2 separate regions of the Mus musculus genome follow, and region 1 is linked to region 2. A link is a contact called in public promoter capture Hi-C data. All regions are on one chromosome and are shown on one strand. Each heading gives the region's core, a stretch centred on a gene start, on an enhancer-like site or on the middle of the called end of the contact. The rest is flanking DNA. Distances are from core to core; before and after follow the strand shown.

What was found. Promoter capture Hi-C pulls out the DNA fragments that hold promoters and counts their contacts.
Region 1: a contact with region 2 is called in a promoter capture Hi-C map of liver, with 4 times the contacts expected there. The contact joins the promoter of Spa17 here to the promoter of Pus3 in region 2. A contact is called at or near these places in 7 of 39 promoter capture datasets (the 3T3-L1 cell line, cranial neural crest, hippocampal neurons and 3 more), 2 of 484 Hi-C or Micro-C datasets (CD4 T cells and CD8 T cells), 1 of 115 datasets of contacts at active chromatin or transcription factors (astrocytes) and 2 of 9 other capture datasets (adipose tissue and liver).

What each region holds. Positions count from the first base shown.
Region 1 is chr9:37,609,244-37,615,879 of GRCm38.p6, forward strand. It overlaps Spa17 (sperm autoantigenic protein 17), which reads right to left and starts at 4,477. Exons shown (of 5, transcript NM_011449.2): 1 at 4,313-4,477; 2 at 2,593-2,775. The coding sequence starts at 2,746. It overlaps Siae (sialic acid acetylesterase), which reads left to right and starts at 4,578. Exons shown (of 10, transcript NM_011734.4): 1 at 4,578-4,683. The coding sequence starts at 4,617.
Region 2 is chr9:35,555,746-35,562,339 of GRCm38.p6, forward strand. Pus3 (pseudouridine synthase 3) reads left to right here and starts at 2,815. Exons shown (of 5, transcript NM_023292.5): 1 at 2,815-2,988; 2 at 3,558-3,772. It overlaps Ddx25 (DEAD box helicase 25), which reads right to left and starts at 2,725. Exons shown (of 12, transcript NM_013932.4): 1 at 2,593-2,725; 2 at 1,940-2,006; 3 at 1,637-1,684; 4 at 1,021-1,156. The coding sequence starts at 2,655. Hyls1 (HYLS1, centriolar and ciliogenesis associated) reads right to left here. Exons shown (of 4, transcript NM_029762.1): 4 at 5,076-6,359. The coding sequence ends at 5,429.

The DNA of each region.
Region 1 (6,636 bases), core at 3,227-5,726, 2.1 Mb after region 2:
CTTACAATTTTAGAGGTATGGGCTAAAGACTGATTTGCTTTGTTGTTTGGGCCAGTGCAAACATTAAAAAAAAAAATCACCTAATATGTATATTTGGGTTGTTTTAATAAATGACAGTATAATGGAATGTGTAGAGGGGGAACTTCTTGGCTTACAGTTAAGTAAGTTTGACAGATACTACAGAATTCCTTTCCTGTGGATGCATGTTCTACCTCCAGTAGGAATGAGTGTGAGGGCTTATTTGTCTTAGCCTAATCTACAAATCATACTGATAAACTTTTGGCTTGCTGAGAATACATAGTAGTTGTTGGTAGTTGAGTGTAGTTTCTTCTGTTTTTCATTACTGTATTTGTGTGTGTGCCAATGGAAACAAGAAATCAGATCCCCTGGAACTGTAGTTACAGGCAGTTGTAAAGCTGCCCAGGTGGCTGCTGCTATCTGAGCTTGGGTCTTCTGGAAGAGCAGAAGTGCTCTTATCCCCGAAGCTATCTCTATATGCCCAATTTTGATTGGAATTGTTATTATGGGATAGTTGGGGTAGCTTTTCATGTTAAGAGCTATCTGTGTTAATTTTTGTGTGAACCGTTATCTCTTGACATAAAGGCGTTTAACACATGATTTTTACAAGCTATTTATTAGGCTTATTAACTCACTGGGCTGCTGGGACGTGAACTGCAAGCATTTTTCTCAGTTTGTTATTTTGTTTTCTTCATGCTGCTTTGTTACACACAAGCTGACTTCTTATGCTGTCAGTTCCATCAATCTGTTCCTTCAACCGTGTTGCCTTTGAGTTTGAAGCAACTTGGCAAGCAAGATGTTTTTCTTAAGGGATGAAGTACCTCCCAGCATTTATATGGTTTCTTTCTTAGTATTTAAATCTGGAATCAACTTATTATTTATCTGGGGCTATGATATAAAGTATTGATACAATTTTGTTTTCTTATTTTGATCTCAATACTATTTAAGAAGTCCATTTTCTCCTAATGACTTGAGCTACCACTTACACTGTATAGTCACAGGTTTCCTGTCACAAAAATGAAGACTACTAGCCACCCATGAAAAACGGTGGCAAGGGAATTCTTGCCATGTGGGAGACCGGACATTGTTGGTTTAGAAGTCCACACTCATTTATTTTGATTATACTTGTGAAGGTTAAGTTTTTACACTGTATCAGTTGGTAATTCACCTTTAGTTGACGTAAGTGGAAGTGGGTGTGGTGGTTAAGTTTTTTTTTCAAATGGTTTTAGCCACTTGTTTATCAGAGAACTAGTATTCTAAGGCCATTAGTCATCAATTGTTTTTATTACTGTGACCTGGTAACAATGACTCAAATATTTTTTTAATGGTATGCTCCTGAGTTCTAAAATTAAACAAATGACTAAAGATTTTTACTGCATGAATTTGTAAAAGTCAATGTTACAATAACCAAATTCATGTTCATACAAACATTACTTTTAATCAGACAATATATCTTAATAGCTTTCCCCTACTAATATTGTAGATTGTGCAGCAAACATTCACCCTGACTGGATATGAAACAGACCAGCAGGAGTCAGGAAACTGGTGGAAATTTTGAGTTCTTCAAAGGCAGGATCACAAGGGACAGGAGGTGGAGCTGTTCAGTGTGTGTGAGTTATTTGGATTCTATCTGTGTCCTGGGTTTCCTCTCTCTGTAAAATGATTTATGAAGGAACATCTGTTTGCTTAGGGGTATTTCCAGTCTACTTTGCCTAAAGTAATGGTAACAAACCTTCTATACTATGATTGTTCCAGGCAAGAGTAGGTTTTCAGCACAAACATGATGATAATTGTTCTTTCCCCCTTTGACCTGTGAGCCAGATCCTCATATTCATGAATCGTCAAGGCTGGGATTTGTACATCGTACAAAGGAAGTATAGGAACTTCACTTTGGCTTAAAATCAAAGTCACTGCTAGCATGAACCTTAGTCTCTGTGCAGGATGGGACCTGGAAAGTACATAGAATGTAAATTACCTTCCCAGCTGGCAATTCACTTGCCAAAGCAGTTTGTTTCTGTGCCTTCGTTGAAGAACAGTTTCATATACCCCAGCGAAACCCGGTTTATTTAATCTAGGGAGTGTTAAATTATTTTTATAACACTTATGATACTTTCAAATGAGAAGAATCAAAATTTAAAGAAAACTGCAAATTATCCTCTCAGGAAGAACAGGCAGTGAGCTAGCAGGGTTGCCTGAGAATAGGGTCCTTCCATACTGCATCTGTGAGAAATACAGAGAGAATGGCAGGGTACTGAACTGTCACAGCCTGTTGCAAACAGTAAGAGCCGTACTTGCAACCACTGGCCTTATAAAGGCTTTCTGCACAATGACCATGATTTTTAATGTTCTTTTTTTCTTTTTTGTATGTGTGTATGTTTTCATGCTCCCGTGTGTGTGTGTGTGTGTGTGTGTGTATGTGTGTGTGTGTGTGTGTGTGTGTAGTGCTAGATATGTGTTTGCACGTACATGGTGGTCACAGGCTGAAGACATGTATATTCCTCAATCTTAAGTTTTACCATAATGAAATGCTTAGTTTATTTTAAAATTCCTATTTTTTTTTTTAAAAGAGCTTACTCTCTCTTTTCTCTAGAAGGTTCTCAAAATACGCTGCGGCAAAAGCTGGTATATTGTCCGGTTGCTCCCTCAGAATCTCCCGTGTCAGCCCTTCAAGAAGATTTCCAAATCCTTGTGGAATTCGGTAGTGGGTGTTGGAGAAAGGAATCGACATCTCCTCGGAAAGAATTGCCTATATGGTACCTAAAGATTCAGTAAAAAGTGCCTAATTTAAATTATATAATCACAAGTTTCACAAACCAACTCACTATCACGACTCAAATCATTTCTCAAACACACATACCATATTTTGGACTTTAAAAAGAAAAAAGTCACACAATCTAGGTCCTGGTGCTCTCTCTATCTCAGTAGATCTGAATCAAATCCACGCACATCCTATTGTGGCCGAAGTGAACTGACTCTCACAAAATGTTCTCTGACTTCCATAGGCTGACGACATCATGGAGGCCGTGCCCATACACATGCACATACTAAATAAATGAACACCAAATTCACCCCACCACGTCTATCCTTTTCTCCTAGAGTTTTGAATTCTACCACTGAACTATTTTGTTTGTTTTCTGAGACAGAGTCTCTCAACATAGCTCTGGCTGTTCTGTAACTATGTAGACCAGGCTGCCCTCTAACTCAGAGATCTACCTGCCTCTGTCTCCCAAGTGCGGCGATTAGAGCCAGCCTGGTGGATAAACACTATGCTTTGTGAATTATAGTATCATAAATCCAGATCCATTAAATTAGACAAATACATATTTTCAAAGTTAGAGAACCACAGTTTTCACTAGATTAAGTACTTTGTTTTTCTGTCCTTAAGAGGTGAGGGTAGATGTTGCAAGCCCACAGTATTGAAGAGACAATGATTGCTGAGAAGCTGGTATAAACAATCCCCTTTACATTGCTGAGAAGAAACTATTTCAAGTGCAGTACTTGGGAGGCAAGGGTAGGTGGGTCTTTGTGAGTTCAAGGTCAGCCTTGTCTACAGGGTGAGTTTCCGGACAGCCAGGGGCTAAACAGAGAAACCCTGCCTCAAAAACCCAAAAATCAAACAAATAGCAAGCAAGCAAACAAAAATCTAGTCGTTCTAGAAATTATTATAATTTGTTGAATAGTTTCACTTGTTTTTCAGCCCCAACTTTTGAAGCATGTTCTCAAGTGCCTCTGCTTTCTGATGAGGGATTGTGAAAGGGGAGGTCGTGTATTTGGGAGTCAGCTTTTGATGTTTGGGGAATCTTATTTTCTGGTTTTCTCAGGCCTTCTTTTATCTTATTATTCGAGGACTGGCTTAAAGGTGGCTGACATAGGATTTGATTATTGAGAAAAGAGAGCTTCGGGTCTGGGCGTGTGCTCCCTCTGCCTCCCCCAAGAAGCACAAAGGCGGCGCTGGTTGGGGTCGAGGCTGGAGGACTAGAGGTTTAACAAGGCCTAACCTGTGGAGTCTCTTCCCTTTCTCTCTTTTGGCCACAAACAGCAGATTAGATATCGAATCTTGAGAGCTGTGTAAAGCCCTGAACCGGGCGGGGGAGGACAGGCTGTCGAGGGGAAGCAGGTCAAACCGTGGGCGGGACGCCAAAGACCTAGCGTTCCAGATTCTCCGAGAAAGGGCTTGCCAGGCTCTCTGTCTGGTCCAGGAGTTGCGGGAGTATTGGAGATGCGGAGAGACTACGGCACGAAGGAAAATGGCGAAGCCTCCACATTGGAGAGGGAGTGGGGGAAACTGCCTCACCTCTTCTTTCTCTTCAAGCTGGTGCGGATGGTTCCAGTGTTTTATCTCGTTGCTGGGTAACCGTTTTTTTTTTTCTTTTTTCTTTTTTCTTTTTTTTTTAACTACGGAGGCCGGGAGGGGAGCGCCCTGCGCCGCGCCGCGCCGCGCCGCTGATGGTTTCGCGTACTGAAGGCTTGAGGGTGGGGCCCGATAGGTAGACCCTCCCAGGCCCCGCCCACTACGCAAGACCACGCCTCTGCCCTGTCCCCGCCCCCGCATAGGGGCTCTTCCTGAATTCGGCGGGTTAATCAGGATCTTCACAAACATGGTTTCCCCGGGGCCTGTGTTTGGGATAGTGCTGCTCATAATCGCGCGAGTCAGCAGAAGTGCAGGTGAGGTGTCACAGCTGTGCCGGACCCTTGCCTTTCAGATCTTCTGCAGGATCATGGCATGCGTCCCCTTTAAAGGTCTGGTTTGAGTCAGAACTGGACTTTTCGCACCTAGTTCTGGCTCAAGGTACTGTTGGGCCCATCTACTGCCTTTTTCATGCAGGGTACCTCATTTGCAGCATAGGAGGCAGGGAGAGACTTCGGTTTACCCATTGGAATAGGCTCCAGAGTCCCCAGACCGAAGCCTTGAGGAGAGCTCAAAGAGAAGGGGGCGAAGCTTAGTTAGATAATATTTGGAAACAGGTGTCTGAGTCATCCAAAATACTTCAACACCTGCCCCCTCAGTAGTGCCCTTGGGGAGGGCTTCTGTCGGGATGGGTGCCTTGAGGGAATTAAATTTTACTAGTTTCTAAGTGGTTATTAGGGCTAAGAAATACAACCCCCTCACTAGCTCAGAATAATTTAAGGTTCAGCTCTGAATTTTGATACAGCCTAAGAGATACTAGTGGAGGGGTAAGACTCATCACACTGGAGAGGGAGCTATTTCACACTGGCCATTGTGCAGGTCAGAGCTTGTCATCTGACTAACCTGAGCTGGACATTGCCCTCTGCATGGAGATATCAAAAGATAGGAATCTATTCACTTAAAGTAAAAGGTTACTGCTGGAGCCACCCACCCTTCTTTTCTTTGTATCACTGAAAGAGTGGACCTCATCCATAGACTGTCAATAAATGAAATTTGGGGGGGGGGATGAGAATATAGCTCAGTGATAAAGCTCTTGGCTGGAGTGCTAGGAATTTGTGGTCCCATTACCATTATCCTCACAGCAAAAATGAAATTGCAATTCCTTTGGAATTAGATGACGTTGATTCTCATTCTGTCATAAACTACCTTCTGAGGCCTGTCAAGGACATTACTGTCTTCTTTCTTAAGAACTCTGCTACACGAGTAAGCTCCTAGTAGATTGTAAGATCCTTGGCAGCAAGAATTTTTATCTACTATTGGAATTATTTTTCCTTCCAGGGTTGCAGTCTCAATGTGTAAAGTACTAGGTATCATTAAAGAGATATTCATTGAATTCATAGCTGTTCTAATTATTCTTTAAAATTGCTTAATCTATTTGTGCTCTAGTCCCTTGATGGGTAATGTGGTTAGGTTATATCTCTTCATCGGTAGTAACACAATTAACACGTTTATTATAAAGATAATTTCCACCTCTAAATTTTTTTTTTCTCACCATAAATCCATTCACAAAGAGCTTCTATAACTGAATGTTGGCAAACACAGAAGGGCTTGGGAAGGCATTCCCCATCCTATGGACTGCAACATTGTTGCCCATGTAAGGAATATTTTCTTCACTCTGTTCTTCCAACTCAAGTCTTCTCTTTGCTTAGCTCTTATTTATGCGTTTACTTTTCAGCTTTTGTTCTGTATCTACCCAAGACAGGGCCCTCCCACACATATGCCTCCCGGTTTCCCCAGCAGGCTGCCATCCTGCTTATGCAATTCTGGGATGTTGTGGTTCCAGAGTATTTTGCTCATGGTACATGCTTCTTGAGGTTGTTAAGCTTTCCGGATAATCCTTGATTGCCATGTAGGCTTCCTGATCGAACTAGCTCCGGAGTGAGAAAGAAAACTGAGGATTTTTAGGGTTAGCCTGTAACTTAAAAAGCAGTATTAATAGGCCACCAAGCTTGTGAGGGGACCCCCATTAGCTCGACTGCCCTGTTAAGTATAGCCTAAGGGGCCTGCCATCTTTTGTAGCTTTCAGCAAGGAAAATGTCAGCTTTGTTAATTCTAATTCTCTTCCCTGTCTATCACTTTTATTAAAAACAAAAAACCAAAAACCAACCAAACCAAAACAAACCAAAAAGCCCTTAATTTTGTAAAATATTTTCTTTGTAGGATTTTTAAAAACTCTCCCCTGCTGAGACAAATTGGGATGATTTTATGAT
Region 2 (6,594 bases), core at 1,565-4,064:
CCAAGTGTTGCAACCGAAGGAAAGCACCGCCATATGCCTGGCTACATTGGGTGTTCCTAATTTGCTATGTTATTTGTTGGATGACTGGCAACCCCGTCTTAATCACAGGCCTCTCTCTCACTTAGAAAGTGTCTGGGCACTGGGATGTTGGATCTTTTCCTTTATATAAGTTCCTATGCTACTATATCATTCTCTTGGAAACCAAATAGTGGGCGTTCCCGATTGAGAAGCTCGCAACAAAGGCCAAACAAGAATCAGAAATCCAATCCTCCATAATCAATGAAGACATCTTCCAGATTTATAAGCCATTTCTCTACTACAAAGCAAAAGTGTGTGCTAAGTAAGTATAAGTAACACTGAGTTACAGCCAAGCCCTGGGATGAGTGCCGCAGCGGCTGTCCACACTCACTCACAGGCTCATCATTCAAGCCAGTGGGCCTGAGGTATGGGCAAAAGGCTTGTCTAAAGTTGCCGTTTGGATAGTTGGCCAAGCTGCTACCTAGCCAGGTCCATTCTGCCTTCATACACGGCAGGCAACATAAGCCTGGTTTGGCCTCACATATCTGTGGCCTTTTGTTGTTGTTGTTAGAATATATTTTCTTCATGGCAATTTTAACCCTAGGGGATGAAAACTCATTTGAGAAAGTTACTCATTTTAATACCATTTGAAATAAAGTATGGTTAGAAAAGCAAAAGCTTATAACTTTTTAAGAAGTGCTAAGGGGATCATGCTCAGGCCATCAACGCCTGTGTCTGGATTCTGTCCTCGATTGGGTATCCCCAACTTCTGCAAGATTAAAATATTTTCTATCAAAAAGTGCTCAGGATACCTAGCCAACTTAGGTATCCGAGTATTCCCTGAGATATGTTTTAATTGCAATGTAAAACTATAGGATCTACTTTAATACGGCGTGCTAGGAAACGAAGGGGGGATGCTGATGGGTTTGGGTAACTAGCATGGTAGGCTGTTAATGTTTACTTGCATAAGCATCCACATACACTAAGAGCTAAGATACTCACAGCCGTAGCTCTTCAAAGGTTTTCACCGAGTAGAGTGGAGAGCTGGGATCCTTCTGTAAGACTTCCACTCGGTGGCTGGATTCTATTAAGGACTGACGGATTAGCTTGTTTAAGAGTGAATTGGCTGCCAAATCCACTAAAAAAAAAAAAAGGCAAAATCACAAGAGGACATCAAACCTCCCGGATGACAGCTAATTAACTGTTATCTCCTACTGAGCAACAGTACATATCAACCAACAGCAGCTTGTTCTCATCTTCCTGACAAAAGGAAGTCCGAGAAGGAATGCCACAGCACCGAGGATTCCCTCCTTTTACCAAGACCCAGTTTCTTATGCTCTGTTGTGCAAACCCTTGACCACGTGCAGACCGACATCTAATTGCAATATCTTCCTAGCCAAACCGAAAATTCTTAATCTACACCTTGCAGTTTTCATTTCAACGTAGTCTAAAGGAATGCACCCCCCTCCTAATTCAGTACTCCCCCCCCATAGTATTCATTCAAAAAGAAAACAAAGATAGTGCTTTCCCAAGGAAATTAATCCTTTTAGCACAGTCAAAGCGATGGTAAACCAAGCAGCAGAGCTAATAGGTACATTCAGTCGAGCTTGTCTCCTACCTACATCGTCTTCATCATCATCATCATCTTCCGTGTTAAGAGAGCCGTCTATGAGGGTAAAAGGGAAAATAAGAAGCATAAAGAAAAATGTTGAGTGGAAACATACAATGCATTCTCAGAACGTCTCACAGACGCTACAGTGTATGCAAACAGAGCCATCTCCTGCAAGAGTAAAGCGATGTGCCTGAGGAGGTGGAGGATTTTCAGTGGAGAGGAAGGAAGCCAAAGCTATTTCATGGCAGATACATGGGGAAAGCAAAGGTGTTAATTAAGCCAGTCTTGCTTTAGCCTAACAACACTCACCTATGTTTGGGACTGTGGTACTCCTAATACCACGAAGGTTCTTCCTGGGATGGACGAGATTTGAAAACTATTGAAAGGCACAAAATTCAACCAAGGTTAGGAAGCAGGACATCAAGCAAGAAGCATGGCGCTATCCTACAGCAAGGGGAGGGAAGACCACCTCAAACTGCTTCCTTTGCAATGTTAAGGGTTAATGATTTCATTATAAGAATCTGTGTAATTGTATGAATTCTCATATAATAGAATGGGGGCTTCCATAGTCTCTCTTTATAAGGGCTCTTAGTTTGAATATGGGCAGCATCTGGGTGATGGGTGGTTTACAACTACAAGGGGAAGGTGGCTATGAAGATGAGAAGCCTGCTAAATGGTCAAAACCAGGATAGGAGAAAACTCAGTACAGATAGGACTAGCAGCTGCGCACTCTCTCTGTATTTCCTGAGGGGGTCTCTGCCCTTTCAAATCAAAGGTCGGTCCTTTCTGGGAGTCTCCTTTTCTGTGGCCTTTCCAGCCCAGCCCCCCATCACTTGACACCCCCCATCACTTGACACCCCGCTCTAAACGCCGGCCGGGCGCTCCCCTTCCCAGGGGACTTCCCTCGGGAGTCCCTGTTCTAGCCCCCGCCCCTGGGCCCTCCCCTGCTCAGCGGCAGTTACGTGGCTGTTCAGCCGCTCGCTCTCCGCCGCCCCGGCGTCGCCTCCCCAAAGTAACGACGCCATAGCTGCGGTCTCCGCTCTCGCCCCTGGCACGTGCTGCCACCCCCGCGCGGGGCAGCGCCGGCTCGGCTCAGTGGCCAATGGTCAGGCTCCGGGACCGGCGTCCGCCTCGCGACCACCCGTGGCGCGGCGCAGTGCGCAGGCGCGGGCCCGGCGCGGGGCGGGCGGAGGGAGAGAGGTGCGGGGCGCAGCTGTGCGGGACACCCGCGAGCTTTCCGTTTGACCAGCCGGCCATCCGCACAGCAGAGAGAAAGTGGGCACGGAGGCGGTACACACACCGCGCTGCAGGCTCTCGTGCGGGTATCTCTCCCGACAGCCCCGCTTGGGCATCACCAGGTGTGAGGTTGCACAGTGGAGGGAGAGATGGGCTTGACCAGAGGTTCAGAAGGAAAACAGAACTCAAGTGCGGACATGTGTCCAGGATACCTGTGATGTGCCCACATACACGCATATTTTAATTTTTATTCTAAGGAGGGGTCTCCTTTTAAAGCAATCTGGACCACCACTATCTATATCTATGACATGTATTGCACAGCTCTGGGGTAGCTCTTTGGTCCAACCTTATGCTAAGTTTGGACCAAAGAACCAGGATTTTCAGTTTTCTGACTGGAATTTTAAGACTTGGGGCAACATTTCTATAATTGTCAAAAGCAGAAACTCAAAACTGGAGCCATGATCTCTCCGTGGTGCTGAAGCAGAATTCCTTGGCCCTGTTCTGTCGCAATCTTTCAGTGTTTTCAGGTCAAAGCATTTCCCTTTAACCCTTACATTTACATTCTAGTAGTAAATGTTTCGACTCTCAAGGTTAAATTTCTGTTAATTAAACGATGTTGGGACAGGATCTTCAATCTCTTAGTTTTCATATAGGATAGCCAGCATTTGAAAATCTTTTTTTCTCATTTTAGACCAGACTATATTTCTCGTATTGGCTTGCGGTAAAGAGGAAGCTGCATCAGAAACCTGCGCATGCGGTGGGCTTCGGCTAAAAGCCCACACCGTGCCTTCCGAACTACATTTCCCAGAACCGTCGGCGCACGCTTGGTGAAGCCGCGCATGCTTACTGAAGACGGAAAGCCATAGCTTCCGGCTAGCCGCATGGCCGCCTACTGAGGACCGGAAGGTGAGTTAAACTCTGAGTTGGGCATCTTTGAGTTCTAGAGAGGAATGAACAGATGGAGGCTGAACTGCTACCTTCTGCCCTGGTATTTAAGTGTTTAAGAAGGCCTTGGTGTATGAAATGGGACTTAGGACAACGCATATCGTGTCGTGCCTGGAACTTCTAGCAGCTAGGAAATCCCATCGGCGGGGCTTAGAGTCTGTAACTAGTTTAGAGGGCCTCTACTACATCAAAATTGCTCAAATATGAACAGTGGAAGCCCATTAATTATGCTATGGAAGGAAGGGGTGGCGGGAAACTTTGGGTTTTGTTTTACACAATTCTTTTCAGAGTTGATTAATGGTCGTAGCGCGTCTCAAACCCTTTATTACAAAGGAAATGTGTACCCTCGCCATATACATTTAAACATTTAAAGAAGTTTCGTACATTTAGGGCGTGCTATTTTAGGGTGAAAGCTTGGTGCGCCCAGGAATTCCCTTTGTGGGTATTTGGTTACCCCCACACTGTATCTGCCAACCTTCTGAATTTCACTTATAAACCTAGTGTGCTGGAGCAAACAGTACTGGGCCAAGAGTCTTGGGAGTCATGACTTTAAAAATAATCTGCCTGGTGACTGGATTTACCTAGCCCAATTCATGCTTATAGGGATACTTAGTCAACTGGAACACTTGAAAAACCTTTTGATTTTTGTTATTTGAACTTTGAAGTCCCCACTCAAATGTTTTGAAAAGCTGATAGACTTTTAATCCTGCACCTAAGACTTGAGTTTTAACTATTCCCCGTGCTCTACATGTACGACAAATCTGGCTGTTTGATTTACAACATATTTGTACCACTTACTATGTATTCCCAGGCATTTGTGGCATAGTTCTGGCTCTGATACACCACTGAGTTTGCAGTTTTTACTTTCGTGGAGTGAGTGTACTAAGTCGAGTCCCGATTATTTTTCTTCTTGATGTGTCTAGCAATGGGTGGAACTGGGTAAATGTATTCTATCGATAGCATTAAATGGTAAGAAAATGTTTTAGCAGCTAGTAATTGCCAGTGCTGATCATGGTTCAGTGTTTTTCCTTCTTGAACAAGCACTCTGCTTTCAGGCCTAAGTTTAGTGCTTGAAATAGAAAACGGATTTTTAGCTACTCCTTACTGGACTCTCAAGATCTATGCCCAGTCTAGTTCATTTTTGTATCTGTCTTCATGTCAGGCTGTGTACAAACAAAACCTTTTTTGGATCAGAGGGAGAATCACAGCCTAGATCTAAGGTCTTCTTATATTGGGAAGTATTTAAAACAAGGTTCAAACTCCTCATTTTCCAAAATTCTTTAATAGATTAGCTTAATCCTAAAAAAAGAAAAAAAAAAAAAAAAAAAAACAAAACCCAAAAAACAAACCACAGTTTACAAGTTGTTTCAAAATGGCACTTACTTTGACAAAATCCAAATTCCAGTAGTTTTCCACCCCCCTCACAATTGCTGTATTTGAGAATTAGAAATTCAAGTGGTGTATTATATCTATGTGACATACCAACAACCCTCGGAAGAACCAGTGAAGTCCTTATTCTGTGTTCTGCCTGCTTTTCAAGGCAATTATATTTGAAGGAGAGATAAAGAACTAGGTTATCCTAACTCTTTTGGTAGGAGAGACATGTTTTTTAAAGACTTAAGAAGGAGAAAGCGGGAAGGGAAGCTTCTTGGGCATGACACCATTTGCAAGGTCACAACGCACACCCCACCGAAGGGCAGATCTTTTCTTCTCAGTTGGCACCAGGTAATTGTTTGGAACATACACATGTTGAGGCTTGGACGGAGGTTCTGTTCGGGAAAGCATTTGCCCTCGGACACTCCAGCGTAACTCCTTTCTATGATCTTCACCAGGAAACCGCATTGAATCCCAGTCTCTTTTGTACTCAAAATATCTGGCTACTCGGTCTATCTTGCCCCGGTTTCGGCTTAACTGATCCAGTCTGGGGAGAATAAAGGACTTGGGTCTGCTGGCAACAATCAAGTCTTGTTCATAAACAGGAGGGTCCATTTCTTCTCTTTGTAGATAGCAAATGAGCTGATCTTCTTGTGAAATTCCTTGGTATTCACATGGTAGGTTAAATTTTTGTGAAGTGACAACTGGGGATTCTGTACCTTCTTGGAACTGTAAGTTCATGAACCTGTGTCTCAAGTCCCAGAGACCCAAATCACTTTCTGTTCCAGATTCACATTCACTGATAACAGACTCATCTGTCACTAGCACTTCCCCGTCTGGCTTTCTTCGCAGCACCTTCCTCTTCATCACTGGTTTTCTGCATTTTTGGGAAGTCTCTGACACCGTGGATGAAGTGACACGGCTTGCTGTATGTGGGAAGTGCAGGTGCATAGGAAGAGCCGGTCTCTTTCCTGGGGTTACTGAGGCTTTACTGTAGGGATCATACTGGCCAGCCTGGGCTTCTCTCCGTGAATCTCCTTCACCCTGCCCTGCACAGATCCGTGTAAATGCTGTAGCAGCAGCTAACATTCGTTCTTCAGGATCCATATTGGCCCATTTTTGTCCACCAGGTCCTATCAGTTGCTTCATTGCTTCCGGTACACTATAAGCTTGTCTGTAAGAGATAATATTGGTCAGTTTTCTACCTAATTGCTTGTGCTTGTCTTGATCTTAGTTGAATGGAAAATGGCAAATAGCTGTGGTAGAGATATATCTATTTCTTACACTCATTTCTACTCATTTCTTACACCTTCTATTGCCTTATCACACATTTAGTGGTTTCTATGATTGAGTTCTGCATGTAAAGCTTGAGACTACATTTAATGGATGGATCATGATGCTTGGTGAAC